Regions from separate parts of the Mus musculus genome. Here regions 1 and 2 are each linked to region 3. The links are chromatin contacts, called in public Micro-C and promoter capture Hi-C maps. All regions are on one chromosome and are shown on one strand. Each heading gives the region's core, a stretch centred on a gene start, on an enhancer-like site or on the middle of the called end of the contact. The rest is flanking DNA. Distances are from core to core; before and after follow the strand shown.

Region 1 (2,978 bases), core at 41-2,540, 430 kb before region 3:
ACATAACAGGAGACAGTGGATTCGACCACGAGGCTTGGAAGCTAGGGGTTTTTATAGAAAAGGAGTGGGGCTGGGGGAGGAATTGGCGAGGTTTCACATGATTGGTCCATTTAAACATCAGCAGCCTGTAACATTTAACTTAGGTCAGAGGGGTGGGAGCTAGGGAGGCGATGGGCTTGCCCGGGCATGTCCTGGTCTGTTCTGCTATGTTCTCAGCCCCAGGTTTCAAAGCTCAGAAACAACTCTTTGGGCTATTTAACATACATTACATGAATTACAGTTTTATTTCCTTTCAGTAACAAGTTTAAATGATTTTATAGAATAACAAACAGACAAAAAGCCCCACAACCCCCCCATCCCCACCCCCACCCCCAAGGCAGCTCTGTTGTTCATGTCAGTGATGTGGCTGAATACTGAGGGCAGCCTGCAGTGGGTCCTTGCCTTCCATCTTGCTTGACAGGGTCTCTTGTTATTCACTGCTTCAGATGCCTGGGCCGGCTGGCTGTGGGCTTCTGGAGGCTTCTGTCTCTACCTCCTGTCTAGCCCCAGGGACACCGTGAGTTCGTACATGGGCTGTGGCATCAATGTCAGTGAGTTCTGGTCATCTGAATTCAGTCCTGATGTTTGTGAGGCAAACATTTTACCCACTCGAGCATCTCAGCTCTACAGTTCAAATTTAACAAGTAATATTTGACACAGGCTCTCTCTCGCTGATTAAGTAGGCAGGTAAGTGCCTTTCAGTAGCTGGGACCACAGACATATCTCACACTTTCAGCAAAATGTCTTTTTTTTTTAAAGACTGATTTTCATTATGCACATTGTCCAGCCTGGCCTTAAACTCCTGCCTCAGTCTCCTGAGTAGATTACAAGCATTTGTCAGAGGACCCCAACAAAATTTCTGTCTCCTTGAGTGTGCCCTTGCCCCAGCCTGCCCCTGCTGCCCTGGGTGTCCTGGAATTCTCTCTGTAGGCCCAAGTCCCCACACATGTGTGTGCTCCACCAGTGAACTGCTTACCCGTCCTGTTAAAGGTGTGCTTGGAGTAGAGACAGCTCATGTATCTGGCTCTGTCCCAAAGACAAGCTTCTGTTACCCTCTTGTTGTCTTGACATTCCTTTAGTTAAATCTAAAACCACCAGACCTCAGGGTGAAATATGAGCTGGTGGGACTGGCCTTGAGTTCCTTAAAGGGGCTTTTTCTTCTGTGGTGGAACTAAGAATCCACCTGATTACCTCATCACACTTTTTTGAAACTCCCAACTCCATTACTTAGAGAGGCCTCCCTGCCTTTAATCCCTGCACTTGGTGGCAAAGGCAGGCAGATCCAGGCTACCAAGGTTACAAAGTGAAAGGGGGTAAAGGGGAGGGGACAAGGAAGTGTCTGGGTGTGGTGACGCCCAGCTATAATCCCAACAATTAGAAAATAGAAGCAGGATGACCAGGGGTTCCAACAGACAGTTGTGAGCTGTCATGGTGAAACCCTGTCTCAAAAAATAAGGGCTACTTCAGTCCCCAATGTCACTGGGGGTGGGGTGGGGTGTGAAAACAGAAACAAATGCCCACCATGACGGCTGATTCCAGTCATCAACCTGACTGGATTGAGGGGTGCCCGGGATAGTTGGTAAATGACTTCTGGGGATGTTTACGAGAGTGTCCACATGGAACGGGTCGGGGGAAGCCTATGGATCCACAAACAGTATGCAAGCGCCTGCCCTGGAGTGAGTAGGTGTTATCTAGTCAGCTGGAGCAAGTAAGTAGACAGGACAGAGGGACACATGTCCTCCCCCTCTCGTTCTTCTTTCAAAAGCAGATGTGGTTGCTGCATCCCTTGGACCTGATTGCAGCCTCTTCAGCCTCTGACTCTGGGCCTCACACTATTGTTAGGAGTATTCTTGTCTTTCAGCCCCAGATGTAGGCCCTGTTCTAAGGCATCTTGTACTTAGCCACTAGTAGCTCCCCTTAGCTCTCCAGTTTGCAAATGGGCGTTATAGAATTTCATATAAGCCAATATAATAAACCCTCTCATAAAAAAATTAAATAAGAAGCACAATTTCTGAAAAATCACAAGTAAAACATTTTGAAAGACTATAACGTTTTCTACCTATATTTAATTAAAATCATATTCATTATAGAAAGGAATAAATGGAAATATAGTTTTATTGAGCTAGCACATAGTTTGGTGTGGTTTTGACAGGCTCTGGTTTTGTACATAGGCTGGTCTGGAGTGCTTGATCCTCCTGCTTCAGACTCTTGAGACCTGAGATTAAAAGTGGGCTGGAGAAATGGCTCAGTGGTTAAGAGCACTGGCTGCTCTTCCAGAGGACCCAGGTTCAATTCCCAGCACCCACATGGCAGCTCACAACTGTCTGTAACTCCAGTTCCCGGGGATCCAACACTATCACACAGACATACATGAAGCCAAAACACCAATGCACATAAAATTAAAATAAATCATTAAAAAAAAGTGTGTGTACCAAGACTGCATGGCCACATTGTACATAAATACATTTATTCCCCCTGGAAAAGTTGGTAGCTATTAAATGGTGTTGACATGTTGGCTTTTAGCAGGGGCAAGGAGTAGGGGGGAGACACAGTTTCCATTATACCCAGTTTATTTCTTGGGAATTGAGCAGAACAGCAATGTCGCTAGCCTTAAGAGATTTGTTAAATGAGCTGTTCTCAAAAAACTGTTTGCAGTCTCTACATCTGTTTCAAAACAAGGTCATCACACGGTCTGGAAAGCCCAGGTTGGTCTCCAGCTCCGCTCTAACTCATGACCCTCCTGCCTGCACCTCCCACGTGCTGGAATTTTAGGGGTGCACAGCCATGCCGGGTACCTTCCTCTTTCTCAACAATGTACAGTAGTTACATTAGACATAAGCATAGATCCTAATAACGTAAACTGGATTGGAGGTTGTAAACCGTAAAAAGACATGACCCTACCTTAGCGCATTGTCAAACCTTGTTTACCCTTTTATTAA
Region 2 (3,124 bases), core at 59-2,558, 310 kb after region 3:
GGGGTAATCTCTGAGTTTAAGGCCAGCCAGGTCTACAGATCAAGTTCAGAGACAGCCAGGGTTATAAAAGAAAAACAAAACAAAACAAAACAAAACAAACAAACCTAAAACTCAGGGACTCAGCGATTCTTAGCACTTGAGCATCATCTCTTACATTGTTTGCCCTGGAAATGCTCTCTGAATCTGTAACCATAGCAGGATATTGCAATGGAAGGCTCAGCTCCGTGTTGAGCTGCGATAGGCATAATATTTCAAAGTTAGGCCGTGGACACCATCTATGGAACAAAAATGGACTTCCAGATTTTGCCCTCTTTTCCATGGAAAGACATATTTATCCTCTCTGTATGTACATAGGACATACATGTACATTGCCAAGGATATAGGGATGCGGGGCCATGACCTCAGGCCATGTAAAGCATTCTTAGGTACTGTGAGTTGTGACAAAGATTCCCATGGAGGAAGCTCTAAAAAAACCCCACAAAACCCCATCAGAGAAGATAAATCAGTTACACGCAATCATATACCATTTCCTGTTGCTATGAGAAAACATCTGAGACCTTGTAACTTAAAAAGTGTAGCGGTGGGTATAGTTCGTGACTCTGGAATCCATGACCACGTGTGTGGGTCAGAACACAGCAGAGAACCGAAGGGCAATCTGTGTAAGAGATGGAACACGGGGTGTGGGTACACTTTATCACAACTTTCTCACTCAAACGTACACTCAGTCCCTCAGGAAAGGCTGTAATTCTCCTCTAACTATTGCATCAAAGCCTTCACCTTCTGAGACACCCACAGTAGCAGCCAAATTTCCAACAGGAGTTTCAGAATGGACAAACCATATCGAAACGTAGCATCAACCCATCAGCAAGAAGAGTGGGGAGCACCTCTTGGCTTTTGTTTTGTTTTTGTTTTGAAGTGCAGTTTCAAGTAGTCCAGGCTGGCCTTGAACTCTCACTGAGGTCATCAAGCTGGCAGTGGGGATCATGGAGAAGTTGACAGCTCCTTTTCCCCCACCACAAACCTCCCCAGGAGCCACCTTAGCCCTCAGAGTTTAGGGTTTTACTTGGGACCCAGCATTTAAAACCTGACCAAGTGTTTGTTTGTGTTCTAAGAAACAGTTTCTCCCTGAGGACCTTCAACTACACAGATAAGCATCGTCCTGCCTGAGGTTTTTGGCAATGCCGCCCTGCTAGTGGTCATTAGGAAGTGCGTGGGAGTCTGTTTTGATTGTCACAATGGTTGGTGGGGAGGAGGATGAGGCGAGACTTTATAGAGCAAAGGTCTGGGATGCTAAGCATCCTAGAATTCCCAGAATTGTCCTGCATGAAATTGGACCAGCTCCACCCCCGTGGAGCTACACCCTCAGAAGCCAGGCCTTGGAAAGAATGGGGGCTGGCCGAAGTATAAGCACATTTTAACTGTGTTCCCTTTGTGCTTACCCACTGTGTCCGTGACACCGAGATTGAAATTCCTGCGCTGACCTATAAAACTCTTCCTGATGCTCAGGCCTCCAAGCTGCATCGATGCTGTGAAGCCAGGCAGGAGCTCATGGACTGATTGCAGCCTGGAGCCTTAGAAGAGCTGGCCAGGCTTAAACCTGCTGGGGTCGGGGCACTGAACTCCAGGATTGGCTAGGCTGAGAAAACCTGGCAGGGTCTGATTATGTTTGACGGAATCACCTCTGTTTTTGGTCTTGGAAGTCTCTGAATGAACTAGCTCACACAAGGTAGTTGTCATGTGACTGATTTAAGATCCTGAGATGCATGGATACCTGATTATGCAGGTCGGCCAAGGTTAGCCACAGAGATTCTTATTACAGGGATGGCAAGAGCCAGAGTCCAGAAAAGGACATTCATGGTCAGAAGCTGAAGTCAGAGAGGTTTGTTTTGATGATGATGATGTGTGTGTGTGTGAGTGAGAGAGAGAGAGAGAATGTGTGTGTGTGTGTGTGTGTGTGTGTGTGTCTGTGTGTCTGTGTGTGGTACTAAGAATGTTCTAGAAGTACACACCTGGTTTGAGGTGTAGTAGAAGTCTTCCTTCTCAGGAGGCCTGGCAGGTCTCGGCATGTTACCTGAGGAATCTTGTTTTGTTTTTTGTTTTTGTTTGTTTGTTTTTGTTTTACTAGACAGGGTTTCTCTGTGTAGCCCTGGCTGTCCTGGAACTCACTCTGTAGACCAGGCTGGCCTCCAACTCAAAAATCCGCCTGCCTCTGTCTCTCAAGTGCTGGGATTAAAGGCGTGAGCCACCACCGCCCGACCTGAGGAATGTTGTAGCCACAGCAAACTAAATTTGAAGTTTCCAAGGAGACAGTGAAGGAGGCCCAGAAATTTTCTTCATCTGCTCTCAGCAACCTGCAGCCATGGCCCAGGACTTCATGATAGAAATGAGTGCGTGCAGGAAAAGAATCCAAAGGAGCGACAGGAGTTCTGCATCATTCCTGGTTTTCTCAGGTAGTGAGTGTGGCCCCTTTGGGTGGAAAATTAGATGCCACTTCAGGTGCATTCACCGGAGGCTTTCAAGGGTTTCTCTCACCTTACCAACACCTGCATGATCCAATGCCATCTCAGATCTTGCAAAAGTAAAAACTGGACTAGCAAAGTAAAAACTAGAGAAAATTAAAAGGGTGAAATTGATAACCAACACCTCTTTCACTGGGGCAGATCACAGCATCCACAGGTCAGGGACTCCGACGGCCATTTCAATATTACCTGAGAAGTTCTACTACAGGCCCCACAGTCTCTTGTCTTCCCGCAGAACATACATAAATATTTAGCTGCAAACTTCAGGACAGAATAAAGCCAGACCTCCAATTTATTTGAAAGGAAAATTTTATAGCAGATACTTAGGTCGTTAAAGAGAAAAAGCAGCTGAACTGGTTGTAAAACTGAAGATTAACTAAGAGTCAACATGAATTCTCTCAGATCCTGGGTAGGAAAACCAGTCATCACTCAGAATTAGATCTGTGGAGCGGGGGGGACCAGCTCCCTGAAAAGCTCTGTTTTCTCTCAGGAATACTTAGCTTGGCATAAGGAAAATGAAAACAAATTAAAACAAAACAAAACAAAACTCATTTCTGGCTTCATTTTCTCTGGAGAGTTAAAAAAGACACTTGTGTTGAATGCAG
Region 3 (3,072 bases), core at 199-2,698:
GCCCGGAACCCAGATGTTGGTTGGTCTTCACTATCTGTGCCTGTTTGGTAGGCTGCATAACCAAGCCTGACTGGGCTACAGTCTCTCTCAGGGACTTGCTGATTCCTGCCCTGCTCTGTGGGGATGCTGACCTGCCTTTGGACTGTAATCCCTCTTGAAGGTTGCGGATGTATGGGGAAGGGACAGACGGTGGTGGCTGGGATCTGGGAGTCGGGGAAATGGACTCTTCCTGTGAAGAGGTGTCTTCCTCTTCCGCCTCCTCAATGGGGAAGTGGTCCTTTAAACTAGAGGCTGGCGCATCCTCCTCATTATCCGAGTCATTGGCTGGAGCTGGTGGGGGACCCTGCTGCTTTTGCTGCTGGTTCCTCTGGAGTTGCTTGCACTCTTCTTCAACACGGGCCAGGAGCCTCTTGATTTCCTGATTGTTGGGACAGAGTTTCACAGCCTCTTGCAGGTCAGCCAGAGCTGCCAGGAACTGCCTTCATATGAAAGTATAAGATAAGATTAGAGGACACATCTGAGCAGGCTCTGGGTGCACTGTCCTTAAGCTAGCTGTCCTCAAAGGGAAAGGGGGGAGGTCCAGGGACTTGCTGGGTAAGTCCTGGTTGGCCCAGAGTTGCTGAGCCAACAGAACAGTGCTGTACTCTAACCCAGGGCTTGGTGACTCTGGGCCTCTGATCTATCTATAAAGACACCAGGGCAGAGGGTGCCAGAATCCTGTCCCTCTAAGCACTGGTTTCTGCTTGAGGCCCTCTCTGGCCCTCCTCATGTCCCTTTCTAACTCTTCTGCTCCTCTGTCACCCCTCTTTGTCTGTCTCATATGAGACAAGAGCTCAGAGGGTGTTCTGGTACGGTGGGCAAGATACCAGAATGTCAAGAAAATGAACGTTAGCCGCTAAAAGTAACGCCCATGGCCGTGCCTCTTGGAAGCCACTGGATTTTATTGAAAGGAAGGAGAAGTGTGTAATAACTCTGATGAAGGGAAACACCCTCAAACTCAACTAGCAGGTTTGACCTCCCAGAGAAATGCCCCAGTAGTCACGTGGGTGACCCCAGACAGTACCTGCTGTTCCTTTTTGCTCTCGCCCGGGCATAAAAGGCTTCGTAGGATTTGGGTTTCAATTCCAGAGCCTTTGAAGCAAATTCTTCTGCCAAACCAAAGTCCTGGTAGCAACAGTTGAAAAGTCAGAAGCAGCGCTGAGAGAAAGGGCTGTCTTCTAAGAGCGCTGCCCTAAGGGTAGCAGAGCATGGGGACCCTGCGGGGTCCTGGGGGCAGGGCAGGCACATTCCCTTACCCGACTCCCCCACACTTGTTTAAGATACATAATCAGAGCTTATGACTATCCTTAAGCACCCAGTTCAGAAGCAGCAATTATGGCTCAGGAGAAAGCAGCACAGCTGCACACAGAAGGCCCTGGGGCTAGGAGCAGGGCTGGGGTAGGGGTGGGGCTGGGAGCAGGCTGGGGGTGGGGCTAGGGCTACGAGTGGGGCTGGGGGCGGGGCTGGGGTAGGGGTGGGGCTGGGAGCAGGTTGGGGGTGGGGCTAGGGCTAGGAGTGGGGCTGGGAGGGGCTGGGAGCGGGCTAGGGGTGGGGCTAAGGGTAGGGGTGGAGCTGGGGGTGGGACAGGGAGTGGGGCGAAGTTCAAAACATCAGTAGGAAGAACTACAAAATGTCTACTACTAACAAAGTACAAGTTGACCACTACTGGTTGTAAACTGGGAGTATTTACTAAGCAAACCCAAGGACCACAAGACAGGTCAACTGTGTGGACACTTGTCTTGGACTTTTCTTGAATGTGGAAAGGAAGCGTCCTCGACTGTTGAAAACCCTGGCAGACCCAGCTGGCGGGGACCGGACACAGCTGGCCTTTGCTGCTTTTGCTGAAGCAAAGGAAACGCAACCTAAGCACATTCTATCAACCCGAGTGCTTTCCATCAGCATCTGGTGAGGTGGACAGTGGCTGTGACCTATGAGAGGTCCCTGAGAGCAGCAGCCCCCACAGCACCTCAGTCAGTCGCCAGACTGGGTCGAGGGCCTGGCCCTCACCTACTGCCAAAGAACTGGGACAGACAACAGCTCCCAGCTTACGTTTGTTTTCCTTCGGCATCGCGACAGATTGAGATAGAGGGAGACTCTCAGTTCATTGAACGGCCTCATGTCTTCTCCGAGTCCTTCCCGAGGGAACTTCCGCAAGGCATACTGGTACCTCTGGGCTGCCTCCTTCATCTTCCCTTTCTACGAATCAAAAATCACACAAAGTTATTCTTTCCCAGGGGGCTCTAAGATGAACCACCATTCTGAAGGCCATCCCTGTAAAAATCTTCACAGTGCATGAAAAGGACCCGGATGGCTAGGTGTCTTTTTAGTAGGACCCAGGCCACTGAGCAGTCTGAACGATCTCAGACTACATCGCCCTCACAGGTTGTCACACAGCAAGGAAAAAGATGGCTCAGCAAGAAGGTATTTGCGAACTGCAAAAAAAAATCACTAAGTCTCCACCTTCTGCATCCAGTTATCTTATCACATCTAATTTCACTGTTATTTCAAGAACCATGTTTCTCTGAAATACATTTTAATTTCAAGTATAATAGACACTGGATTGAAAAAAAAATGTTGTAGTTTCTAAGGCAGCCAGAACCTCATGGATAAACCTGCAGCTTGACGTAGAATAGTAATTTTTCTTTTAGAAGCACCGAAGAATTGGCTTTACAAATGAGAGCCACACACAGCACACCACTCTCAAGGCCAAAGGAATCCATTTGCTCTGTCAGCCTCCTTGCACAGCAGGAACTGCTGCCTGCTGGAAACGGCTTAATATTTCTGACATAATTACCTAGCAGAATCCATATTAAAACCACTTCAAAGCCACAACAGAATACACCCTGAACTCAATTTCCAACCGACTTCAAGCCAGGAACCCTGCTGGGTCATGCTATATGCCTAGTTATTTGTTACTATGAAAAAAAAAACCAACAACAAAAAAGAAACAAGAGCATAGCAAATAAATCTCCCCAGGAGTGAAAAGGATTAAAGCAGTCATAAGCTTGGGTCCCTCCCCCATACTCTTAATTC

What was found. A called contact is a pair of places that touch in the nucleus more often than the background predicts. Capture Hi-C pulls out chosen DNA fragments and counts their contacts.
Region 1: a contact with region 3 is called in a Micro-C map of embryonic stem cells, with 2.3 times the contacts expected there. The contact joins two enhancer-like sites. A contact is called at or near these places in 1 of 484 Hi-C or Micro-C datasets (embryonic stem cells), 2 of 115 datasets of contacts at active chromatin or transcription factors (both in embryonic stem cells) and 1 of 9 other capture datasets (embryonic stem cells).
Region 2: a contact with region 3 is called in a promoter capture Hi-C map of adipose tissue. The contact joins two enhancer-like sites. A contact is called at or near these places in 1 of 15 datasets of contacts at CTCF or cohesin (large pre-B cells), 16 of 484 Hi-C or Micro-C datasets (Th2 cells, bone marrow-derived macrophages, embryonic fibroblasts and 8 more), 7 of 115 datasets of contacts at active chromatin or transcription factors (embryonic basal ganglia, embryonic stem cells and stem cell-derived neural progenitor cells) and 1 of 9 other capture datasets (adipose tissue).

What each region holds. Positions count from the first base shown.
Region 1 is chr2:60,265,908-60,268,885 of GRCm38.p6, reverse strand. All of the region lies in intron 2 of Cd302 (CD302 antigen), which reads left to right. Among named protein-coding and RNA genes, the nearest start is that of Cd302, 17 kb to the left of the region's middle. Within about 2 kb of position 1,290, at least 38 of the 459 cell types and tissues checked have an H3K27ac peak or open chromatin away from gene starts, as enhancers often do. A contact at or near this core is called in embryonic stem cells, where this site is marked.
Region 2 is chr2:59,525,280-59,528,403 of GRCm38.p6, reverse strand. No RefSeq gene overlaps it. Among named protein-coding and RNA genes, the nearest start is that of Gm39831, 15 kb to the right of the region's middle. Within about 2 kb of position 1,308, at least 15 of the 459 cell types and tissues checked have an H3K27ac peak or open chromatin away from gene starts, as enhancers often do. A contact at or near this core is called in adipose tissue, where this site is marked.
Region 3 is chr2:59,840,102-59,843,173 of GRCm38.p6, reverse strand. It overlaps Tanc1 (tetratricopeptide repeat, ankyrin repeat and coiled-coil containing 1), which reads right to left. Exons shown (of 27, transcript NM_198294.3): 25 at 2,089-2,235; 26 at 1,064-1,164; 27 at 1-479. Among named protein-coding and RNA genes, the nearest start is that of Wdsub1, 41 kb to the left of the region's middle. Within about 2 kb of position 1,448, at least 96 of the 459 cell types and tissues checked have an H3K27ac peak or open chromatin away from gene starts, as enhancers often do. A contact at or near this core is called in adipose tissue and embryonic stem cells, where this site is marked.